Regions from separate parts of the Sus scrofa genome. Here all the other regions are linked to region 3. A link is a contact called in public HiChIP or PLAC-seq data. All regions are on one chromosome and are shown on one strand. The core of a region is the stretch at or near the end of the contact, and the rest is flanking DNA. Distances in the headings are between cores, read along the strand shown. Region 1 has its middle 48 kb from the start of CDK13. Region 2 overlaps LOC102157930 (a long non-coding RNA gene). Region 3 has its middle 15 kb from the start of RALA.

Region 1 (3,719 bases), core at 369-2,868, 170 kb after region 3:
GAGTTTACCAGACCAAACTATTATATATAAAATGGATAAAAAAAAAGTTCTTACTCTATAGCACATGGAACTACATTCAATATCCTATGATAAACCATAATGGAAAATACATATTTTAAAAAAGAATGTGTATATATATATATATGTATGTAGAGCTGAATCTCTTTGTTCGACATCAAAAATTAACACAACAGGGTAAGTCAACTACATTTCAATTTAAAAAAAGAAAGAAACCAGCCTGGTGTGAGTGAAACCATTTCCTGTCTTTAGGCAACAGGCTTCATTCAGCCTCCGTGACCTCCCCTGAGTTCCAAAGGGTGGGATCAAGCAGTTGCTCCTCAGAGCTAAGAGGAGCAGAAAAGGGACAGCCAAGAAACAAAAGGGCAGCCTTGGGGCAGGTCCCAGTTCCTCCTCTAGGGATGCACAGAAGAGTAGCGGAGGTAAAACCCCCAGCAAATGAAAGGCGCTGACTACCTGACAAAGCCTTCTTCACTCCAGGACCACCCCAACCAGTCCCAGGGCCACTCAACACCAACTTAGAAGAAGAATGAGAAAGAAAGAAAAAAGAAAAACACTGTAACAATAAATATCCCTGTGTAATTTACAACAAATGCAATAATAAAGTCTTAAAGGAAATTTTTAAAGGAAGAATGAAATTTGCTCTACCCTGATCCTTATCCGTGGCCCTGGTTCCCACTCCCAAACGGTAAGACCATCTCCTATTCTCTCCCGAAGGAGGGCACAGTCTTTAGGGCATTAGTCCGCCGTGACCTCCTTCGCCTGCCAAAGCGATCAAAGCTGCTCATTCCTCCGCCTGCGTTTCTATTAGGCGCCGATGGACAGAGGCTGAGTTTTGGCAACAACAGAGCTGAGAGCAGGGGAACAAGACTGACTGAAGATCTTCTGTGACAGCAAAATGTACAAGTGCACAATCAGAAGACACGTGAACAGGGACAAATCATCACCCCACAGGGCGAGCCCTCCAGCTTCCAGGAGAGATGAAAACTGTCATTTGAAAAGGCAGAAGGGAATTCCCGTCCTGGCCCAGCCAGGAGCTGGGGTGTAGTGGCAGACTCGTTTCGGATCTGGCATTGCTGTGGCTCTGGTGTAGGCCGGCGGCTACAACTCCGATTAGATCCCTAGCCTGGGAACCTCCATATGCCGCAGGTGTGGCCCTAGAAAGCAAAAAAAAAAAAAAAAAAAAAAATATTATTAGAAGAAAGAAAAGGCAGAAAAATGACAAGCTTCTCCGGATTTGTTTTTTTTTATAAGACACTGAGAGGAAAAATAGCACATAAGTTTCTTTGTTTTAAGATCACAATTCCAGAAGACCTGTGGCTTGGAACAAAGAAACCCTTGGGTTTAAGTTTATTTCCTTAGTAAAATGATTTCAAAGACATCATTTTTTTTTTAGTACACCGTATGTTTTTCGAAAGAGGGAAGAATAGGTGTTGGGCTGCATCTGCACAGCTCGAAGAGCAAAGAAAGACCGCGGAGTCCACGACAGACCCCTTTAGGGATTAATGGACGGGGAGCTTACCCGTCGGAGGCCCGGCCGGCGCTGCACCGCCCGCGGCGGAAGATGGGCGGGACCTTGCTGGGGGGCGGGCGAGGGCCAGGTCTGCGCGGCATTGAAGTCGGATTGGCTCCTCAGCTGCCAGGGAAACCGGCAGAGGGGCCCGCCCCTTACCCCCCCGCCCCCTTCGGATTGCAATGAGCTCTAGCTGGGGCCTGGGGCTGGGAGTAGGACCGCCAGGGCTGTGGGTGGGGGGTAGGGAAGCAGGCCCGGCCGAGTGGGTGACGCACAGAGAGCAAGAGAACAGCCGTCCTGAGTGCCATCTCCTGCTGCTGCGGGGAGCTGTTGTGAGAATTAATTACGTTCGAAAACAAAACAGAAGTGGCAGCTGGACCAGAGCATCTCTGTGCTGTGAATGAAAGAAGAGAGATTAAAATATTTGCTGCGTGAAAAGGAACACTTCGGTTGGAGGGTACCTGTGCTCTGGTCCTGAGAGAGGTTTTCTTTGGCCGAGCTCAGTAGACGGTTACTGCTTTGGTGCCGAAGTGAAGGTTGGACACCCATCAAGGGGAGACTGTACTGGGCATTTGTTGCTGTTGCTGCTGTTTTCATCTAGCTCTACTCTGTAGTAACAGTACCCCGATTTTGCTCTAGGGAACCACTCCTCCCACACGATGAGCCCACAAGCTCCAGGGGACCCTGAATCCACCCCGGCTCTTGGGGAGAAGTAGGTGATCCAGGCGAAGCTGACAGCGGTCATTGGTTCGAGGAAGAACACGTGAACCACGTCAGACCAATCAGGACATAAGGATTCTATTGCGAGAAATTGAGTTCACCCGGAGAGGCTTGGACCTATTCTTTCTCATTGGATGTGAATAAGAACAGAGCTACTGGAGTTCCTGCCCTGACTCGGCTTAATGAACCTGACTAGGATCCATGAGGATGTGGGTTCCATCTCTGGCCTCATTCAGTGGGTTAAGGATCCAGGGTTGCTATGGTACAGGTCACAGATGCAGCTTGGATCCTACACGGCTGTGCTGTGGTGTAGGCTGGCAGGTGCAGCTCCTATTCGACCCCCAGCCAAGGACCTTCCATATGCCAGGTGTGGCCCTAAAAAGATTTTAAAAATAGAGAGAGAGCTACTGCTATAATACATTCCTGGGACGAGACAGGGTGGGGGAAGGTTGCAAAATGTTCTAACCGGCTGGAGAATTCAGTGATTGCCAAGAGACTAACAGAACACAAGTCACATTCTGCGATTTATTTTCTCGTGAAAGGTGTTATTGGGACAATTAGTGAAATTTGAGTGAGATCTGTAGATTAGCTGACATTATATCAAGTTTAATATCTTGCCTTTTTTTTTTTTTTTTTAAAGCAATGCACCTACAGCATATGGAAGGTCCAGGGCTAGGGGTAGAATTGGAGCTGCAGCTTCAGGTTTATAGCACAGCCACAGCAACGCCAGAACCAAGCTGCAGCTGCTACCTATACCACAGCTCATGGCAATGTCAATCATGAACCCCTGAGCAAGGCCAGAGATTGAACCCGAATCCTCATGGAGACTGGTCGTGTTTGTTACCCACTGAGCCACAACGGGAACTCTGAGATTCTTATTTTTAGATGATACGCAGTGAAGTATTTAGAGATAAAACATCATCACATCAGCAAGTCATCAACCATGATTCAAAAAAATGACATTATACACAAACACATGCAGATAAGGTGTGTATAAAGTAGGGACAAGAAAAGGAATGACAAAACAAATGGAATAAAAGGTGAAAAGCTGGGCAACCAGCTGAGGGGCATGGTGTAAATGGGAAATATATTTGGTCTTTGCCACACTTCCTGGCACTGAGCCCTAAAACCTTGGCATTTCCTGAGTGACGGGAGTGCCTTTTTCATGGGCAAGGAACCCTTCTTGTGCACACCTGAGCTTATGCTAATGAGGTGACCACACCCACCAACCTCTGGGAAGTTGGGGAGGCTGGAGATGAGCTCTGTAAAAACTCTGAGCAGGATTTCCCATTGTGGCACAGCAGAAACGAATCAGACTAGGGTCCATGAGGATTCGGGTTCAATCCCTGACCTAGCTCAGTGGTTCGTGGACCCAGCGTTGCCATGAGCCATGGTGTAAGTCGCAGACATGGCTCGGATCTGGTGTTGCTCTGGCAGGCAGCTCCAGCTGGCAGCTGCAGCTCCAATT
Region 2 (4,201 bases), core at 463-2,962, 190 kb after region 3:
TAAAGTCAGAAGAGTGGATGTTGACTATATTTTTTCTATGAGAAAGAACGCTTTTTCTTTGGTAGAAATTTTGGTTTGTTTGTTTGTTCGATTTTGTATAATTTGGTGTTTACCTGGGACACCCCTTGTGGGAAATGGGAACAAGGCGACTGAATGTAAAGGAATTTGAGGGTGAGGTGAGGGGCCTGAGTATTCATCTGGTTTGGGATACGTCTGCGTTGTAAACGAGCTGAGAGCTAAAGTCATTATTTAGAAACAAAAGGAGAAACTTTCTCAGTAAAACCAACTTTAATGGTCCTAGGATTAGAAGTCAGCTAGGGAAATTAGGGTCAGAAGAGAATGAGCAAAGACACCAAGCTTATTATCCAACAAGACGCCGTGGAAATAGCCAAGATGGTAGACAACCCAGTTTTGGAGGTGAAGAAGGCCCCTCTTTGGAGGAGGGGGACCTAAGTGGAACATCTGTGGCTACGCAGGAGTTAGCCCTGGGAAGGAAGAATGAGGAAGGCACCATGCCCAGGAGCTCTGGTTCAGGGACCGGCAAGCACCACATCCGGACTGACTGGGATGCTGAGAAGTGGAGTCCAGAAAGGTGAGCAGAGAAAGAAAAACCGTCCATCTGTCAGGACACCAGTGGAGAGTCATTAAAGGATTTAGGTTAGGGGGAGGCTGTACGCAGATCTGCCTTTGAGTAAAATCCCTCAGGACTAGTGTGGAGAAGAGATTGAGGGAGACAGTCTAGATATTGGCCAATATCAGTGTCAGAGAGGGAAGAAAGTGACACACAATAACATTAGTCTCAAGTTTAACCCCATTTTAATTTATTAATGCTGCTCTTAGAAGCAACCCAGACATTCTGAGTAACTACCGAAATCTGTAAACTCAATCAGCAAACTTCATGGAAATATAAACTGCTAATGCGTTGGTAGGTTTTTTATGGAAACAAGAATTTCAAGATAATCTGGGTGTAGTTAGAGATGATTTCCCTCTTGTGCAGGTTCTACGGTTTGGTTCCTTTGATTGATCATTTAAAATCATTAGTCATGTCAGATGTTATGAACGACTGTGTAATTAAGGATACTCCCTCTTTGAAGGGCACAAGTACCTCCACGAAACACAGATGGCATCTGCAGGGTTTTTCACAGGAGATTTTGAAAGGAAGCGGCCAGAACATATTCTTAATGTTTTAGTTTCTTGCTATTATAAGACATGACTCAGTGGTTTCCTTTCTATAGTTGAAAGCACACTCAGGATTAGGGCTGTCGTGACCTTCATAAAGACAAAATCTGGGAAATAGAAGAGTGTGGAAATGTGTACATGCTGTTTTTGAAATGTGCACATTCTTTGAAAGGTTCTAAGACCTATTTTTCTCTAGAGAGCAGCAGGGCCTTTGCTACTTCTTCAAACTTTTCTCAGCCCTTGGCTTCTAGTATCATCAATGGCAGAAATACATAGTCCCTCACTTCTAGAGCAGCTTCCTGGCAAGCCTGATAGGAATGCCCACCTACCTTTCAAAACCAAGGAATATAAAAGAACTACAAACAAAAAGCAACATCACCTGCCCCACCCCGGTACCATTTTTGAGAGGCAACTCCTTTGAATCATGTTCGTATCTCATTAATCAACTTCAGACATTTCCTCTTTGCCTCCTGCTTTGACGAAAAGGCGTTCAGCACTTTGATAGCTCGGCTCAGTTCGCTTCCCTCCCTCGGCATTTTAGTCATGTGCCTGCACTGCATTTAGTTTCTCTCTTGCAGAGGTTGCAAATGGAAGCTAGATCTGACTATAGATGTGTTTTGTTTGAACTGCAGTGAGTTCAAAAACAGGAAAACCAACATGAAATATTGTAGGATTTAACATTTAAAAATTCCAAATGCTTAGCCCCACAAAAGAGTCAGACGGCCCACCTTTTAGTTTCCTATGGTTGTTGTAACAAAGTACCACAAACCAGGAAGCATAAAACAGAAAACAAATCTCACTGTTCTGGAAGCCCCAAGTCCAGAATCAAGGTGTTAGGAGAGCCATGCTCCTGCTAAAGGCTCTAGGGAAGAATCCCTTCTTGCCTCTTCTGAACTTCTGGTGGTTGCCAGCAATTCCTGGCATTCCTTGGTTTGTAGTTGTATCACTCAAATTTCTACCTCTAGCTTCACGTGGCCTTCTTCCCTCGCTGTGTCCATGTCTCTTAGTCCAAATCTCCTTTTTTTTTTTTTTTGCCTTTTTATCTTTATAGGGCTGCACCCGAGGCATATGGAGGTTCCCAGGCTAGGGGCTGAATCGGAGCTGTAGCTGCCAGCCTGCGCCGGAGCCACAGCAACAAGATCTCTTTCTGAGGTTTCAGGTGGCTATGAATGGGGGGGGGGCACTAACCCAACACATGGCAGATATGGCCCCTAAAAGGTAGTTAAGTGGCTGTGTTCTCCAGATGGGGCAGGCACCTACTATTATGCCAAGGTTCTCCTCATATCTGCAAGGTAAACACAAGCACCAAACCTGAACCCTGCTTCCTATTTATGTTGCTTGTTTTGCTCCTATAAGTATCCGTTTGCTAACCCTGCCATTGGTTATCCTGATAACTCTTTGTTTTTAAGGGCCACTCGCATGGCATGTGGAAGTTCCCAGTAAAGGGGTCAAATTGGAGCTGCAGCCGCCGGCCTAAGCCGCAGCCACAGCAACACCGGATCCAAGCCACATCTGTGACCTACACCACAGCTCACGGCAATGCCAGATCCCTGACCCACTGAGCAAGGCCAGGGATCGAATCCGCATCTTTGTGGATACTAGTTCGATTTGTTTCCATTGCGCCACAAGAGGAACTCCTATAACTTTTAAATAATACATCAAAACTAATATTTCATGTTTTATAAACTTTTGTCAATATCTCATGATACCTTCCTGTTTTGTGATACCAGGATATTCGTCTTTTCCATTTTTTTCCTCTATCTCTTCTGTTCCCTTTCCATCTCACATATTTTTGTCAACAGCATCTTTATTAGTGTTATGGATTAAACTGTGCCCCCCCCCATTCATAAGGTGAAGTCCTAATCCCTAGTATCTCAGAATGTGACCTTACTTGGAAATAGAGTGACTGCAGGCACAATTAGTTAAGACGGGATCATACTGAAGTAGGATGGGTTCCTCATCCAGTGCCACTGATGTCCTTAAAAAGGGGGAGCTGTGGAGACCGATATACACACAGAGAGAATGCCACGTCAAGGGAAAGGCGAGATGGGGGTGATGCAGCTGAGCCAAGAAGCCTCCAGAAGCTGGGGAGAGGCACGGAAGAGCTCCTTCCCCACAGTCCTTAGGAGGACCCGATGCTGCTGGTACCCAGATTTTGGATTTCTAGCCTCCAAAACTGTGACAATAAAATTTATGTTGTTTTAAGTTCCCAGTCTGTGATAATTTGTTACAGCAGTCCTAACAAATTAAAATAATTTCATTATATAGAGTATACTGACATAACTTCATGGTATATATAATATATATTCAATGTTGTAGCATTCATACTATATTCTGAAATTTCAAGTATATTTGTGTTCTGTGGCTCTCAAAAGTCTGCTGATTCTGGGTTATACATTCACATTTAAAATGAGGCTAACTGCAGTTCCCATTGTGGCTTGGTGGAAATGAATCTGACTAGTATACATGAGGATTCAGGTTCAATCCCTGTCCTCCCTCGCTCAGTGGGTTAAGGATCCGGCGTTGCAGTGAGCTGTGGCGTAGGTCACAGATGCAGCATGGATCTGGCGTTGCTGTGATGCAGGCTGGCAGCCGCAGCTCAGTGGCTGCAGCTCCAATTCAACCCCTCGCCTGGGAACTTCCATATGCCATGGGTACAGCCCTAAAAAGACAAAAAAAAAAAAAAAAAAAAAAAAAAAAAGCAAAAAAATAAAATAAAATTAGGCTAACAGGCTTCTGCTTCCACTCATGAAGAGGTTACCAGTATGGGGCTTGCCATCTGCTATAAACAACTAGAAAACAAGACAAAATGTATGAAATAAATGTTTGAAGCCATTTCTTTTCAGACATTGAAAGACAGGAAACAATAAAGTGTACCTTTTGTTTGTTACAGCTTTCTTCCTGGGGGTGACTTTTGGATCATAGTTCCAGGAGGAGAAATCCAGATATCACAGGAGGGAGCTCTCCCTGCGCTGATGAGCCAGAAATCCAGAAATAAGGCCTTGGAGAGGCGGAGGGGCTG
Region 3 (3,789 bases), core at 1,061-3,560:
AGTCCTGCAGCAAAGAACGTCAAATCTCCGGCAGACGGTCACGCCAACGACGACAATAATGATCTAAGCCTAGGGTCTCACTAGGGTGTCACTGCATCTCAATTACAAACACTTTCATCCTAACACTTACTTTTCCAAATGATAAAGTAATTAGACTCTATGTAAAATAATACCCAAACATTACAGAAACATTGTCAAAAGATTATTTAGGAAAAGTAAACCTACCATGTGGCCACCAGTTGTGGACTAAACTGTATGTCCCCCCAAATTCATGTCGAAGCCTTAGCCCCTAGGGCCTCAGAATGTTCCAAGAGAGAGAGCAAGGGCCTCTAAGGAGTCGATGGGGTTTAAATGAGGCTGTTAGGATGGGCCTCATCCCCAGTCTGACTACTACCCTTAAAGAAGAAATTTGGACGCCCCCAGAGCCGTCCCGCTGAGTGCATGGAGGAAAGAGCCTGTGAACACACGGCAAGAAGCCTGCCGCCTGCAAGCCAAGGAGTGAGGCCTCGTAACTTTGGGTATCTAATCCCCAGGACTACGAGGAAATAAATTTCTGTTGTTGAACATCTGGTCCATGGTATCTTGTTACAGCACCCCTGGCAAACTAGTAAATAACCTCTCCAGATTCTTCCAGGATCTTTCTAGCAAATGGCACAACGTTATTTCATAGAAATTCATTGTTTCAACAGATCTCTATTGAGTACTTACTATATTCAGAGAGGATTTGTTGGTGTGCAAAACAAATCCCACTGAAATGAGATCATACCGAATAAACAAAAGCAGGTTTATCTTTTCGCTTAAAAATATATCCCACGTATCTGTGTCAGTCACGGTGGCTGTCATTTCTTGAGGCTCCGGCACGGGGACAAGCACTGCTTACAGTGTCTTAGAGTACCCCTGTCCCTCCGAGCCCAATGAGATGATGGATTGGAAAAGCCTCTTGGAGAAACTAAAGCTCAAGCTAGTGTGCAATCTGCCCTCCACTGTGGCCCGCAAGCCTGGATGGTAAATCATTGTGTTTACGCGGAAACTGAGGCCCCGAGGAGATGAGCCCTGTCGGGGCTCTTGGCTGTGCTCAGCGAATGGATTCTGGTCAACGGAAGCGCCCCCCCCCCCCCGAGCCCCAGATTCTTGGAGGATCGCAGGGAACCAAGGGGAAACCAAGCTCAGAAATTTAAGGGAGGGGGACAGCAGCCTGCCAGCCACCACTAGCCACTTCGACACTTGACGACGCTGCTGATGCTGCAGATAATCTGTCATCCGGGGTTTTCCCTAATCCCTTCCCACCCTGAATCCCAGGCAAGAGTGTGCAGTTAATCGTCCTGCCGGGGACAGAGAGAGGGACCTCTTGCACCCACACTAAGAGAGTCACGTCTGCCAGCAAGCCTCCCGCCGTGGGAGGGGGATCCCCAATCAGGGAAGGAGGCTGATGCTGGGCACCCAAAAGGGCCAGGGTCCACTACACGGGGGAGCGTTCGGGACTTGAATTGAACTTTCACTTCCACCTTTTTCTACAACCCTTTTCTTTACTCAAACTTCCTCATGCCATGGTTTCTTTAAAACATGAAATATCTTTATGGGGGGCGGGGGTACGGCTTAATCTACATTGAATTTTCCGGGGATGTGACCACTGTCTTAATGGAAGGACTGTGCTGTGCTGTGCTTGTAACTTGGCCAGCTGATGACAACACTGCTCCCGTATCAAGTCACCAGTTTAACGCACCTGCCCGGCTGCCCCTTGCCTGTGCCTCTGTCATGGCTTAGTGGGCTTGTGCACCAGCATCTGAGCATCGCAATACAGGTTCCTCTGCTGTGAATATTCTTCCTTTTATTTCTCCTTTATGTTATCGTTAGGGCCCCCTCATAATTTTTTTAGTTACCTGAGTCGATAAATTACCTCCCAACTTCGTTTCGAGGTACTAAAGGAAGCGTTACAACACCTGGGTTCTGGAAGAGGCGATGTCTAAAGCCACTGCCTGAAGGATAAAACTCAGGAGGAAATTAGAAGGCACAGACTTCCGTGTGTATCGTCCTCCCTTCTCTCCAGTCACTGCTAGTTTTATTTCCTTTTCGTGGCTCATTGTTTCCAGTCGATCTCAGTCTTGGCTCGAGTCCAGGACTTTTAAAAGATCCAAACCGCTGTCCTGTCTCTCAGGTTAGCGTTCCTCCGGGCTGTCTTTCACTCGCCCTGGATTAACGACCTGCACTGAGGACGTCTTGGTCCTGAGAAGCTAGCGTTACGCTTTCCTTCTAGAGTCGGGCGCTTGGCAACGCCCGGAAGAAGGGAAATGATAGCTGTCCTCCTGCACAGCGGTGGCAGGAGCTGCCACAGCGTTTCTTCACGTTAACAGCCTTTCCTCCGAGGACAGGGCTTCCCCATGTGTCCCTCCGAGGACAGGGCTTCCCCACGTGCATCAGGTATGTAGCTGTTTGGTCAAACGTTGTTCACGAGGTACATGCACTGGGTCTTAGCAGCAGATGAAACAAGATTCCTCTATTCCCTTTTGCTCCTTTTTGATGTTTCAAGAAATCACACTCCATTTTTAGGGTTTACTTTAAAAATTTAAGTATCATACCATTTTAGTTGTAGTTTAAAATAAAGGGCTTTTATTATAAAAAGGGTGAGTCACTTAGGAGCTCGCTCATGGTGCAGCAGCTTAAGGGTGTCTCTTGTCACTGCAGCAGCTGGGTCGCTGCCGTGATGGAAGTTTGATCCCTGGACTGGGAACTTCCACATGCTGAGTGTGCAGCCAAAATTAAAATTAACACTGAAAAAAAGTCATAATTTTAGAAACGATAGAAATTAATTTACCTTACAAATTGATGAATACTGAAAAGTGGTAGCAATGGATAAAAGGCCCTACTATGTAGCTGTCTATGTAGCTATAGTTCAGGCGGCCTCGAGAGCGCATGTAGTTTAGACTCTGAAATCTAAAATTGAAGCTGTTTGTTGGTTGGTGATTGCACAATCCTAAACACGCGCAAAGGAGCAGCGGCGTCCCCTCTGAAATGTGTCCTCCCGCTGGAACATCAGTTTGGCAGTACCTGGGTCGCTTAGTTACAGTCAGCAGTGTTCAAACAGTGCTGTTGCTGTGTGTGGAATTACTTACCAATCATCTTTTCTGTATAACTGGGGACCCCAAATTCTGTTGTCTCTTAGTGAAACAAAACCAGGCCAAACCCTCCTCTTCTTCAAAGTGGATAAACCCGGTTCTTAGCTGTGTGAGAAATCCTGTCTTCTTCGCAGAGTGTTTAACCACCGAGGCTCAAATTCCCCACCCATCCCACAGCCCTCCCTCCACTCCCCCCCGCTGGAGTGAGCCCAGCGCCCCCACCTCCTGAGGAGTCCTGCGTAACTCAGGCTTGTTTGCTCTCTCTCTAGCGAGGGGCTTGCTGGACTCACTGCGTGGGAGGGAGTGTTAGCGTTTGTGTTGCCTGCTCGCTCTCAAACCTCATCGGTGATTTAGGTGGTGTCCTCAGCGCCAAGGAAAGGCGGACACCCAGTGTCTGCGGAGAGATAAACACTCGGATTCATTGTTTTCTTATTGTCGGGATGGATGCGAGCAAAAGAATCTATTCAGACGCACTCGTCGGTGTGGACCCAGCCCCGTCCAAGGGGAAAGGTTTCCTATAGCCGCACATGCTCAGGCAGGTTCAGAAACAGCTTCAAACCCATGGGTTTTCACGTCGCCTGCCTGACAGCGTTGGCCTGGGCCGCGGAGTTCCCGCTTCACGTCCCGTCCTCCGCAGCGTGGTCAGAGGGATCTTCTGAGACACCCGTCTGGTCAT

Evidence for each region. HiChIP or PLAC-seq counts read pairs in DNA pulled down with a chosen protein or histone mark.
Region 1: a contact with region 3 is called in an H3K27ac HiChIP or PLAC-seq map of alveolar macrophages. The contact joins two enhancer-like sites. A contact is called at or near these places in 20 of 47 Hi-C or Micro-C datasets (adipocytes, alveolar macrophages, blood and 12 more) and 2 of 2 datasets of contacts at active chromatin or transcription factors (alveolar macrophages and skeletal muscle).
Region 2: an H3K27ac HiChIP or PLAC-seq map of alveolar macrophages shows a contact between it and region 3. The contact joins two enhancer-like sites. A contact is called at or near these places in 12 of 47 Hi-C or Micro-C datasets (alveolar macrophages, blood, embryonic fibroblasts and 7 more) and 2 of 2 datasets of contacts at active chromatin or transcription factors (alveolar macrophages and skeletal muscle).

The regions. Positions count from the first base shown.
Region 1 is chr18:54,476,275-54,479,993 of Sscrofa11.1, reverse strand. No RefSeq gene overlaps it. Among named protein-coding and RNA genes, the nearest start is that of CDK13, 48 kb to the right of the region's middle. Within about 2 kb of position 1,618, at least 33 of the 83 cell types and tissues checked have an H3K27ac peak or open chromatin away from gene starts, as enhancers often do. A contact at or near this core is called in alveolar macrophages, where this site is marked.
Region 2 is chr18:54,449,397-54,453,597 of Sscrofa11.1, reverse strand. It overlaps LOC102157930 (a long non-coding RNA gene), which reads right to left. Exons shown (of 5, transcript XR_002340335.1): 3 at 4,057-4,198. Among named protein-coding and RNA genes, the nearest start is that of CDK13, 21 kb to the right of the region's middle. Within about 2 kb of position 1,712, at least 5 of the 83 cell types and tissues checked have an H3K27ac peak or open chromatin away from gene starts, as enhancers often do. A contact at or near this core is called in alveolar macrophages, where this site is marked.
Region 3 is chr18:54,644,087-54,647,875 of Sscrofa11.1, reverse strand. No RefSeq gene overlaps it. Among named protein-coding and RNA genes, the nearest start is that of RALA, 15 kb to the right of the region's middle. Within about 2 kb of position 2,310, at least 26 of the 83 cell types and tissues checked have an H3K27ac peak or open chromatin away from gene starts, as enhancers often do. A contact at or near this core is called in alveolar macrophages, where this site is marked.